Linked DNA regions of Ovis aries: region 1 is linked to region 2. A link is a contact called in public Hi-C data. All regions are on one chromosome and are shown on one strand. The core of a region is the stretch at or near the end of the contact, and the rest is flanking DNA. Distances in the headings are between cores, read along the strand shown.

Evidence for each region. A called contact is a pair of places that touch in the nucleus more often than the background predicts.
Region 1: a contact with region 2 is called in a Hi-C map of liver, with 8 times the contacts expected there. The contact joins the promoter of ANKRD44 here to the enhancer-like site in region 2. A contact is called at or near these places in 4 of 16 Hi-C or Micro-C datasets (blood, hypothalamus and liver).

The regions. Positions count from the first base shown.
Region 1 is chr2:199,623,574-199,629,554 of ARS-UI_Ramb_v3.0, reverse strand. It overlaps ANKRD44 (ankyrin repeat domain 44), which reads left to right and starts at 3,505. Exons shown (of 28, transcript XM_042244028.2): 1 at 3,505-3,613. The coding sequence starts at 3,587.
Region 2 is chr2:199,555,845-199,561,909 of ARS-UI_Ramb_v3.0, reverse strand. The region is part of intron 1 of ANKRD44 (ankyrin repeat domain 44); the gene reads left to right. Among named protein-coding and RNA genes, the nearest start is that of ANKRD44, 67 kb to the left of the region's middle. Within about 2 kb of position 1,254, at least 1 of the 54 cell types and tissues checked has an H3K27ac peak or open chromatin away from gene starts, as enhancers often do. A contact at or near this core is called in liver, where this site is marked.

The DNA of each region.
Region 1 (5,981 bases), core at 2,256-4,755, 65 kb before region 2:
CTGGGAGGGATTGGGGGCAGGAGGAGAAGGGGACGACAGAGGATGAGATGGCTGGATGGCATCACCAACTTGATGGACATGAGTTTGAGTGGACTCCAGGAGTTGGTGATGGACAGGGAGGCCTGGCGTGCTGCGATTCATGGGGTTGCAGAGTCAGACACGACTGAGCGACTGAACTGAACTGACTGTAGTTTCGGTTTGCTGTTCAATGTAGGTTTATTCCATGACATGCCAGGGGCACGTGGGCCAGCCTGGGAGCAGCACCCCATCCACTTGCCCACTTAACTCTTCCTCTGGCAGAATCTCAACTCTTGTCACTTTCTCAGGGAAACCCATCTTCACCTACCAGCCTGGCTTGATTCCTCAGTCATGGATTTCTTTACAAGTATTTTTTTCCCCTGTGAACCCTTATCTCAGTCCGTAATTACATTCATTAGCGGTGATTATTTATGTCCAACATCTTCTGACTAGGTATCTTGGATGTTTATGCTCCCCCTTTCATATTGTGTCTATCCAGCATCTGGTGCAAAGTCAGCATTCAGTACATAGTTGTTGAATGACTAAGTGTGCATGCATGCTAAGTTGCTTCAGTCCTGTTCCACTCTTTTTTTTTTTTTATTTTTTTATTTTTTTTATTTTAAAATCTTTAATTCTTACATGCGTTCCCAAACATGAACCCCCCTCCCATCTCCCTCCCCATAACATCTCTCTGGGTCATCCCCATGCACCAGCCCCAAGCATGCTGTATCCTGCGTCAGACATAGACTGGCGATTCAATTCTTACATGATAGTATACATGTTGGAATGCCATTCTCCCAAATCATCCCACCCTCTCCCTCTCCCTCTGAGTCCAAAAGTCCGTTATACACATCTGTGTCTTTTTTCCTATCTTGCATACAGGGTTGTCATTGCCATCTTTCTAAATTCCATATATATGTGTTAGTATACTGTATTGGTGTTTTGCTTTCTGGCTTACTTCACTCTGTATAATCGGCTCCAGTTTCATCCATCTCATCAGAACTGATTCAAATGAATTCTTTTTAACGGCTGAGTAATACTCCATTGTGTATATGTACCACAGCTTTCTTATCCATTCATCTGCTGATGGACATCTAGGTTGTTCCCATGTCCTGGCTATTATAAACAGTGCTGCGATGAACATTAGGGTACATGTGTCTCTTTCAATTCTGGTTTCCTCGGTGTGTATGCCCAGCAGTGGGATTGCTGGGTCATAAGGTAGTTCTATTTGCAATTTTTAAAGGAATCTCCACACTGTTCTCCATCTGTTCCACTCTTTGCGACTCTGCGGACTGTAGCTCACCAGGCTCCTCTGTCCATGGGGATTCTCCAGGCAGCAAGAATCTGGAATGGGTTGCCATTTCCTTCTCCAGGAATGAATAAGCATTTGCTCCAAATTCCACAAGTATTCAGTTCAGTTCAGTTCAGTCGCTCAGTCGTGTCCGACTCTTTGCGACCCCATGAATCACAGCACGCCAGGCCTCCCTGTCCATCACCAACTCCTGGAGTTCACTCAGACTCACGTCCATCGAGTCTGTGATGCCATCCAGCCATCTCATCCTCTGTCGTCCTCTTCTCCTCCTGCCCCCAACCCCTCTCAGCATCAAAGTCTTTTCCAGTGAGTCAACTCTTCACATGAGGTGGCCAAAGTACTGGAGCTTCAGCTTTAGCATCATTCCTGCGAAGGAAATCCCAGGGCTGATCTCCTTCAGAATGGACTGGTTGGATCTCCTTGCAGTCCAAGGGACTCTCAAAAGTCTTCTCCAACACCACAGTTCAAAAGCATCAATTCTTTGGTGCTCAGCCTTCTTCACAGTCCAACTCTCACATCCATACATGACCACAGGAAAAACCATAGCCTTGACTAGATGGACCTTCGTCGGCAAAGTAATGTCTCTGCTTTTGAATATGCTATCTAGGTTGGTCATAACTTTTCTTCCAAGGAGTGTCTTTTAATTTCATGGCTGCAGTCACCATCTGCAGTGAGTTTGGAGCCCAAAAAATAAAGTCTGACACTGTTTCCACTGTTTCCCCATCTATTTCCCATGAAGTGATGGGACCAGATGCCATGATCTTCGTTTTCTGAATGTTGAACTTTAAGTCAACTTTTTCACTCTCCTCTTTCACTTTCATCAAGAGGCTTTTGAGTTCCTCTTCACTTTCTGCCATAAGGGTGGTGTCATCTGCATATCTGATGTTATAGATATTTCTCCCGGCAATCTTGATTCCAGCCTGTGTTTCTTCCAGTCCAGTGTTTCTCATGGTGTACTCTGCATATAAATTAAATAAGCAGGGTGACAATATACAGCTTTGACGTACTCCTTTTCCTATTTGGAACCAGTCTGTTGTTCCATGTCCAGTTCTAACTGTTGCTTTCTGACCTGCATACAGATTTCTCAAGAGGCAGGTCAGGTGGTCTGGTTAACACTTTACTATGATTACATATACTACTGTTGTGTGTGTGTCCCATGCTCTTTTACAGCTGGGTCTTCTATCTGTTGAAGAGTAGGGTAACTGGATTTTGTAGAAATGAGTGGGTCAACTGGTGGAAACCCTCAAAAAACCAATTAACGCAGCAGTACAAGACCTTTTCTTCTCCTGTAACGTTGCTCCATCTTCTTCGTCCCCAAATCAAAACCCAATGTTTGAATTTAACGATGGGGTTCTGCGTGTCTAGCAGGGAGGTAGCTGGAGAACAAGGTAAAAGGGCCAGAGCCCCACCTCCCTACCCTCCAAGAGTTTCACAAAAACTAGCTAAAGAATGAGTCAGGGTCTCCTTGTATTAAACAAAGAGAGCACCAGCCTTGCGGTCCCTGACCAGGTGGGATGATTTGAAGAGCTGGGCGGATTCCGGACTAGGGAGAGGTTTAGAGGAAGGCGTGTGGTCCAATCTCCTGATTTGAAATTGGCTACAAGTGAATGCAGCCTTTATTGCCCCTCGGGTGTATCCACAGGGAGTGCTCACGAGGTTGTGTGTGTGTGTGTGTGGGGGGGGGGACGGTGTGTGAGACAGGGCGAGGGGAGGGGTCACGATCAGCAACCCCCCACCCCTCCCCAGCCCGGGGGCCTCTAAACGTGTACGCTCTGCGTGGGGGGCAGCGTGGGCGACCGGGGGGCCCGGTCCCGCTAGCCCGCGCGCAGTGTGCAGGTGCGGAAAGCAGGCGGCAGTCTGACCCTACCGTGGCGCGCCCGGTGCGGGAGCCGGGGAGCACCCTGAGCCGCGGGCTGCGAGGCGCGCCCGCGGGCGGCAGGAGGCAGCGTCGGCCCAGGCGGCGCGGCGGCGAGCGAGGCAACGCGCGGTGATGTCAGTGGCGGCCCGGCTGGCAGCAGCCGGTACTTCCTGTATAAAGGCGGGCGGGCTCGGCTGCAAACCCTACTAGCCAGTGTCAGCCTCTCGGCGGGAGGAGGAGGAGAAGGCGGAGGAGGAGGAGGAGCAGGGGGAGGGCTGTCAAATTCGGGAGCCAGATTTTTTTCCCTTCCCTTGGCAATCCCTTCCGCTTCCCCGGCTCCTGGCGTGACATCTGCGGACCGGGGACCTGTATGTGTGTGCGCGCGAAGGAGCGGAAGAATGGCAGTGCTCAAACTCACCGACCAGGTAGGGGGCGGCGGCGCCGGCGGGCGGGACGCGCGGGCGCAGGGCGGCGCGGAGCCCCGGCAGGGGGATGGGGGCGCGGCACGGAGCGCGCCCGCGAGCTGTTTACTCGCGGCGAAGGGGAGGAGTGTGTGCGGCCGCCGGCTGCTCCGAAAGCCGGCGGCTGCAGCCCTCCTCCCCGGCTCGGTCCCCGCCCTGGGCCGTCGGAACTGCGCGCTCGGCTCGGCGGCTGGGGCGCCCCGGGGGTTGGGGAAGGGGCGGCGGGGCTCTAGCTGGCGTGCGGGGGTGCGTTGTCCACGGGCCCGGGCTGGGCAGGGGGAGGGGAGGCTCGAGGTGCTCCTCCGGCGCTGCGCAGCTTGGGCTCCTCCAGCCCGGGCGGGCGGGAGAGAGGCTGATGCGCGCCGCCGGGAAGAGGAAGGTGGATGGAGAGGGAGAAGGATCGCAGCCTGGGACCCTTTTCCCAGCCAAGCTGGAGACCGGCCCAGACCGTGGCTCTCGTGTGGTCGGGCTGTCTTTATCCTTTTGACGTGACACCCTGACTTCCTCTTTGGTAGCCCAGGGGCTGTGTGTGCGTCGTGCACGATGGAGATCTCAGGCACGGCTGTCCCTAGAGGAGGTGAAGTTCGGCCCGGGGTTCCACTCACAGTCGGTGGGCTACCCTCTGCCTGTGTTGATGAGCTTTGTCGCTTTCCGGCTAAGCCATAGCACGGGGTAGCTCTAGAGCCCTTTGCTTGGAGAGGTGGGGATGTTTGCTAGCTCGGTTGACAGTCCTCGCTGGAGGTCTGAGGCACGAGACACCCCTACCTTTTCGGACGCTGCTGCTCTGAGGGCATTGACACAAGCGCCCAGCCAAGTTGTATGACAAAACTCTGTAACTCCTCCTACGAAAAAAGGAAACAGCTTCCTTTTATTTCTTTTGCCATTTATTCATGGATAGTGAAATGAACATTGTTTTGAGGTCCTGGTAGGCGGAGAGGCAGACTTGACTTTGACACAGGCGGTCAAACATGCCAGCCCTTGGTGTTTAAACATCTCATACTTCTCAAGTGGGTTGCATCTGGTGCCTCCCTGTCCTCAGTATCTAGCCAGAACTTCCTGAGACTTAAGTGCAATCAATCACCACAGTAATTTGTTCTCCTGCCTTTAGAGTCAAAGTTTTGCTTTGCTTTCTGTATTTACAGGCTTTAAAAATTTTCTTTTTATATGGGGGAGGGATCACTGAATTAAAATGAACCTTATCGTTAAATTTAGCAGGAGGAGCAGCTGGTAGTGATGAATCTATTTGTTTCCATTGGTTCCAGAGCATTTAAGAGTACTTGTAAGTTGATATTAGTTTAGCCCTACCCCCAACCCCCCACCTTTTAGTCACATACTTTGACAACTGTTAGACATTTGTTTTAAATCTTTCGATTTTAGTCTGCCTTGGTCATGTTATCTTTTGCCATTGCAAGTTACTCTACTTCTCTGTTAATCTCTAAATATTCATCTTCAAAGTACACAAAATGCTTCTAATAGGTGTTGTCATTTTCACATACACAAAAGAATTTTACATAGAACTTTAGAGCTGGAAGGGATGCCAAAGGTGATCTTCACCCAAATCCTTAATTTTTTAACAAAGAAACTGAGGTCTAGACAAGAGAAGCAAGTCTTCCTCAAGGACACAGCTCTTGGACTTGTAGGGCAGAGATGCACTCCTGTCTCCTGCCTTCCAGATTTCTGTCCTTTCTTCTAGGGATGGTTGATATCTCCTGCTGTCTTGTCATCAGCTGTGTTGAAAGGCTGACAAGAAGGCATCCTCTGCTAAATCAGGATCAACCCTGGTGAAAAGTATTTTTTGATTTTAGAAAGTTATTCTCCAGGACTTGTCCGAGTAGAACTTTTCAAAGAGTTTCTCTTTTAAAGTGTTTTTGAATACATCCCCACCCTTCCCCCAACAAACTAGTCTCACTGTGGAGGGCAAGAAAGGGTTGTATAATGTTTATTTGATTCCATCTCCTGCTGCATAACAGGAAACTAAGGAGTTCTAAGATTCATGGACACCTAGAAGTTGACAGCCTATGGGGCAAAGCCTGAGGGAGAGGAGGTGGACTGGGTGGGGTAGAGTGGTGAACAATTATGGTTTCTGGGAGGCCTTAGGTCCAGGAACTGTGTGGTCTTTCTTGCCTTATATAGTCTTACCTTTCAGTTTGAAACTCTAAATTCTTAGAAGCTGGTTCTTAACCTCATCAGAGGCTTAAAATCCTTTGCTTAAACTCCTACTACAGGAGCTTTGCTTCACCGTTATGGTAGGGAACCACCTGCTTCAGATCTGGACCTTACGAGTTTGTAGAAATGCCTCGCTCTCCACTCAGCTGTGTATTAAAACAATCAC
Region 2 (6,065 bases), core at 5-2,504:
TATACACATGCATACACACTATTTTATATATATGTATATGGCATTTTTCATAGGGAATTTGTTCATGGGATTGTGGGAAGTCCAAAATCTGCTATGTGGGCCAGCAGACTGGAGACCCAGGTGAGCTGATGCAGCTCTCACTGGAATGGATGCAGATCCAGTCTTAAGGCAGTATGGTGGAGAACTGCCCCTTGCTTGGGGAGGCTGGTCTTTTTGTTCTACTCAGACCTTCAACTGATTGCATGAGGCCCATCTGTATTATGGAGGGCAATCTGCTTTACCCGAAGTTCACCCATTTAAACATTAATCTCATCCAAACACACCCTATAAGCTGACACACAGCATGAACCATCACCATTCCCTTCCTCATCCCCCTCCCCGGGTTAAGGTAAGAAGGCTCTGCTCCCTGTGCTTATTGCAGCATTTGTAGAAAACCAGGAGCGATGAGTGTGGGTGTTACTACTTTCTTCTTTTCTGCTTCTCGATTGTTCAGGTATTTTGGGAGTGGGCAGGAGGAAGGGGGATAAGGAGGAAGAAGGGATCTTATAAGTAATAAGAACCGTTACTTATTGTGCACAATTGACAGAGCTAGTGTCTTAAGCCCAGAGAAACCTTGACAGAAGGGCCCTGTTGCCAGCTGTTCCCTGGATCTTCTTGAGAACCTCCACTCCTCAGCTTGGATTCTTGGAATGAGTTGGGCAGAATCTGTCTTTGTCATGGAAGCTGCTCTGTGTAGAGCGAAAGGTCTGTGAGAAAATAACTGCTCTTCCCACCTAGAACCCTCAGATTGGACTTGGAGAGAGGAGACTTGGGGCTCTTGTCTTTTGTCTGCTTTGTGGTTTGGGGTACTTTTCTCATTATTTTTGTATCTCAGTTTCCTCCTATGCCAAATGGGGACAATAACAAAGCCTCAGAATGTTGCTGTGGGGATGATATCAGAGGTTATGTGTGAGTGCTTTATATCCTGCAAAGCACTATATGAATGAAGTGTGGGTTTTACTTTATCCTACTTGTTGCTACCAAGTAAAACCTAATTTATATAAAACAATCAGTTTTGCTCTAAGTACTCAAGGCTCCTGCCAGTATGATCACCCTATGATAGATCTGTCAAGTTTTCTTTCAAGGAACAAAAGGGTATATCATAAGGAGTTTGTTTCCTGGATTGGGGACTCATATTCAACAACCTTGCCCCACTCCAGTGTGACTTGTAACACTACTGTTACAAGTTACTACTACCTTGCCTGGAAGCCGTTGGTGACAGTGAGGAGATAAATAATTAACCTAACAAGTTCTTGTGCAATTTCTTTGTTGCCTAGAGTCATGTTCAAAGATTAGATTTCCTGGGCAGAAGCTGAAACAATTTTTTCCCTATGGCATTGAAAATAGGAACCATGCTTGAATGAAATAAAAATTGACTGATCGTTCATTAAGTTGGACATTTAATTCAGTCAGTACATATTCGTTGAGAGAACTGCATTGTTCTGTGCCAGGCTGTAAGGAAGAAACAAAGGGGAAGAAAAGGAAATAAGCCTGGAAAGATAGATGCTTGATGGTGAGGCTGGAGAGCTTGGACTTTATTTGGTTGATGTTAAAGCAAATGAGGGTGTAAGTGTTCTGCTACATCCTAGCTGTGTAATTTGGGGTAAATTACTAAACTATTCTGTGCCTCAGTTTCTTCTTCTGTGAAGTGGAAAGAATGAGAATATAACTCATAGTCCTGTCGTGAGGATGAAAGGAGGTAACGCATGAAAAGTGCTGAGCATGGTGCCTGACACTGGCGGGCCTCTGTAGGTATTTGAGCTCAACAAAACGCATGTCAGGAAGCAAGTCTGGCAGCACCACGAGGTTAGGTTGCTACATCACTGGCAGGGGTGGTGATGGGGAGACTGTTGCAGTAAATGCAGAGTGCTTGGCAGCACCAGGGGCCTGGGAATTCAAGCTGCCTTTGTAGGTTGGCTGAACAGAATGGTTTAAGAATGTAGGGGTTATGCATGGCAGGGCACAGTTATTTGTGGGCTCATAACTGGAATCTCATATTTCGCCTCTTCCTTCTTTTACCTTCATCAAAGCCTGACCTTCATCAGGGCTCATGTGCTGTGTTGTGTTCACATTTCTGATGTCATTTTCTGGTTCGGGGACAACTAGTAGGAATAGAACAGTAGGAATGGGGCATTGAGGGAGAATCCAAAATACTCCTCGCCTTTCCATTTTTCCCCTGTTTTCTGGTTTCATTTCAGTGAGATTGAAGAGGTTGCATGATATCTGAGTGCTCTAGTTAGGGACTATATATATTTTATTTCTCCTGCTTTCTTAGTTTTTGGAATGTTCCTAGGAGAATTTAGGTACAACTTTGATTTGATCAGCCTCAATACTTTTAATTTTCCCTGAATGTAAAGATATGCCAGTGTCCTTAGGAGTCACAATCAGTTATGATGGCTCCAGCCACCTCCTGACTAGAGTAATGCATACAGAATCATCTGGTGAGTCTCATGGGGCAGTCCAGCAGTTTCTACCACTCTTAGGAAAAATAAACTCACAAACAGCTTTGCTCTCAAATTTCTTCTTCCTCTTGACCTGATAAAAATTATAGCAAACAGCATCTTTAATCTGTAAGGTATGAATGAGCACCCTTGAGTTAATCTTCTTTGTAACTGGAAATTTTCAGACATTTTCTTAAAATGAGCAGTCTATGTAGCCAACCTGTAGCCAGCTTTCAAATTGGCTATCCACAGAGTCCCCCACCTATTCGTGTATTTTAACCAGAAATGGAGTCATCATCTGTCTAGATCAAGGGGATAACTGAAGAGACAATTTGCATTCACTGCTTGAGATGTAGAGATGGCTGTCTTTCAGAAATTGTCAAACCAAAGCTGGGCGTTAGATTTGTTGAGGGTAGAAAGTGAATAGTAAATAGTCTCTGCACATGTGTGATTTTTTCCACCCTCCATTTTTCTATCTCCTCAATAACGGTTTCAACTAACATGAGACACAGCACATGGGTATTCTGTCCCAGCTCTATCCAGACATATGCCTGGTGGCAGTGGATATAAATGATTGTTAACAGGTAATATTAAATGCATTCTAAATTCTTCAGAAAGGCAGGGGAGAAAACAAAAATTACTGCCTGCTGCTTACATACTGACCAGTCTGAGGCTGATACATTCTTACTTGCTAAATTAGTAAGAGGGTGGGAAGCAATTTTCTCCTAATACCGTTGTATTCCTCAGTGTACAAATTTGTCTCAGCTTTCCTATTTCGCCATGGATAGTTGCTTAAGAGAGTTGTATCTAACCATTTAAAAAATCGCCCTATTTTTTTAAGTGGCTGCTGACATGAGCTATTAAGAAACCCCAAGCTTTTTTTAACAGCAGCTGCTTCCTCTGTCATTTATAGCCACCTAAGTTGGTTTGAATTTCTTTGCATGTTTAAGGTGTGGCTCCCATGTGTGAGAAGCATTTAGTTATTTTGATATTTTTGTCTTGGAATATGATGTCAATGACTGGGAACTTTTATACGTAGGTCATTTCATGTCTTTATTCTTGGGTGACATAACAATAGTTCTATGCTTATTCGTAACGCTATTTGATTTCTAAACTCATGTTTGGGGCCCACAAGTATTTCCTCTATGTATGTTTTCTTGGCCTCCATTTGTTTGTTTTAGCATGTTGGTTTTAGAAAGCCCAACGAGCTTGAACTTATTAACACTGATTCAACAAATACAGAATTTAGAGTTGTGTTCCAAGTTTCTTTTACTTATAAAACAATTTTTTTTTGGTCTTAAAGCTATATTTCTGAGGCACTGTATTCCTTGTTTCTTAGGCTCTCTAGGAATCCTTTTGAGCTAGTGTTACAGTCTTCCTTGCTGCTATTGACATCTTAAGACAATTCAGAGTGAACTAGAAACATATTGTATATTTGGTGAACATATGTATATAGTAAATACTAAAATATGGTAGACTTAGTTTATTTTTATTTTGCTTTGGTTTGATTTGTGGAAATTTATTCCTCTAAATGGCTTTTCTAATATGATTTTGTGGGCCCACTTTAGTCATTAAAACTCTTGCTCAGTGAAATACGATATCTCAACACTTTCTAGAAACTCTGTTCCAGCAGAGCTCTAATTAGAGCAGGGCAGTGTAATTTCCCCAAGCAAATAAATTTGCTGCTCATTTGGCTAGTCACACAATTTAGGCCTCTTTACTGAGGTCTTAAAGCAAAGGCTTATACCTATTTGAGACCCTTCCATCTGACTGTGGTTAGCCTGGTGGACTTGAAATTTCCACAATGGGGCTTCCAGCTGACATAATTTCCCTGGGTTTCTCCCCTTTGAGTTGCAGAGAGAATACCTAGAGATTTTTTTACTCTCATTTTGGGAGATGACTGAAGAGAAGTGTGTTCTTTGCCTCCCGGGATAGGTCTGGCTCAAAGTCTGCCTTTGTCAGAGTGTCCTGTGTCCATTCTTGACTTGCCCCCCAGCTGAGAGGAAGAGGTCATTCCCAGAACTCTCTGAAAATACTCCATGGGAAGAACAGCCTAAGGGTTTAGAAGAAGAGTTCTTTTGTTCATGGTGAACTTGGAGAGTGACTAGACTGTAATCTAGTCCCTGTGGTTGTAACTGGGGACAGGGATGCCTTAACAAGAAAGTGGTTTGTAGAATTGCTAAAGATGGACTTTGATGTCTGGCTCCTCCTTGTCTCTTTTGAGAAACCTGGCATAACTGGAAATGTAGGAAGCCTTAGGACCAAGCACACTGAAAATATTTTGGCCAGAATTAGAACTTGTTTTTACTTTTCTGAGTAGTCTATGTTACTGTGATTATCAAACTGAAAACGAGACAAAGCAACAGATCATATAAAATATTTGCTACATAAGTCTGTTGCGACTTTAGTTTCTTTATGCTAATTTTTCTCTTTCTAATTTTATAAATAGTATTGCAGTCAAATAGATAATAACCTGCTAAAATAACTAGCATGTAGAAAGACCTGCTTTCATGAAATTCTTCAAGAATAATTACGTATTTCCTAGCATGTAATAGCATTTAATAATTTGATAAAAGAATGAATAGTAGAGTTTAAGGGTCTATTGATAAAATTTGATTTCTAGTGTAAGTTTTTATGTATAGGGTACTATTAAAAGGTAAATCAAGTTTTACTAAAAGATCTTTTAAATGATTGAGGGGAAAACACAATAGTGTAAATATATATTTTTCAGATTAATATTGTATGAGTGTTATTACATTTGTAGGCTTTAGTTTATTTATTAGTACATGGTGGGAAGATCTTTATAGAGTTTCTTTTCCTCTTTCAGGCCACTGGTACTATGTAGTGAATCATCAAAATAAATCCTTTCTATATCAGAACCTGGCATACTGGAGGTATACAGTAAATCTTAAAACAATAAACACCTCTATTTCTTAGGAGAAAGAAAATATCTCACTTTCAGTTACTTTTTTTAAAGATATTGATATAGATTCAAGAGTTATTTTTTATTTTCTCATTCTTTTTTTAGATTATAATAGCAATAAAAATTCATGATTGGGAGTTTAGAATATAGAGAATTAAAATTACCTATAAACTTTAATACCCAGAGATAGCCCTGTTTAATCGTGATACATTTCTTTCCATTCTAGCATTTTGCCGTGTATATTGTACAGAGCATTTGCCTGTAAGATGAATAAGAGTTGAAGTAGAAAATCTGTCTACCACGCCCCTCTTAGAGATCCATAATGCATATTGACAATATTAAAGGCTCTGAGAAGGTCTGCAAGAAAAGAAATCTTTCAGTTAGTGTTTCCTAAACTTATTTGACTCCTAGCACTGTGTGTGTTTGTGTGTAATGCCTATTAGCATCGTCACACACTGACAGATTTAATTCTATTTTCCTTTTCTCTGTTTAAATCATGAGTTTTTCTGACAGTCTACCCTGGCTATGAGAAATTTCCCTCTAATTTTTCAGGCCTGAGATCTTGGTACACCTCAGAAACAGGACCAAGATTTATACAGAAAATATCTGTCTTGAAAAGGAGGAATAATCTTCAAATGCATGATTGTTGTGGGCTGCATAGC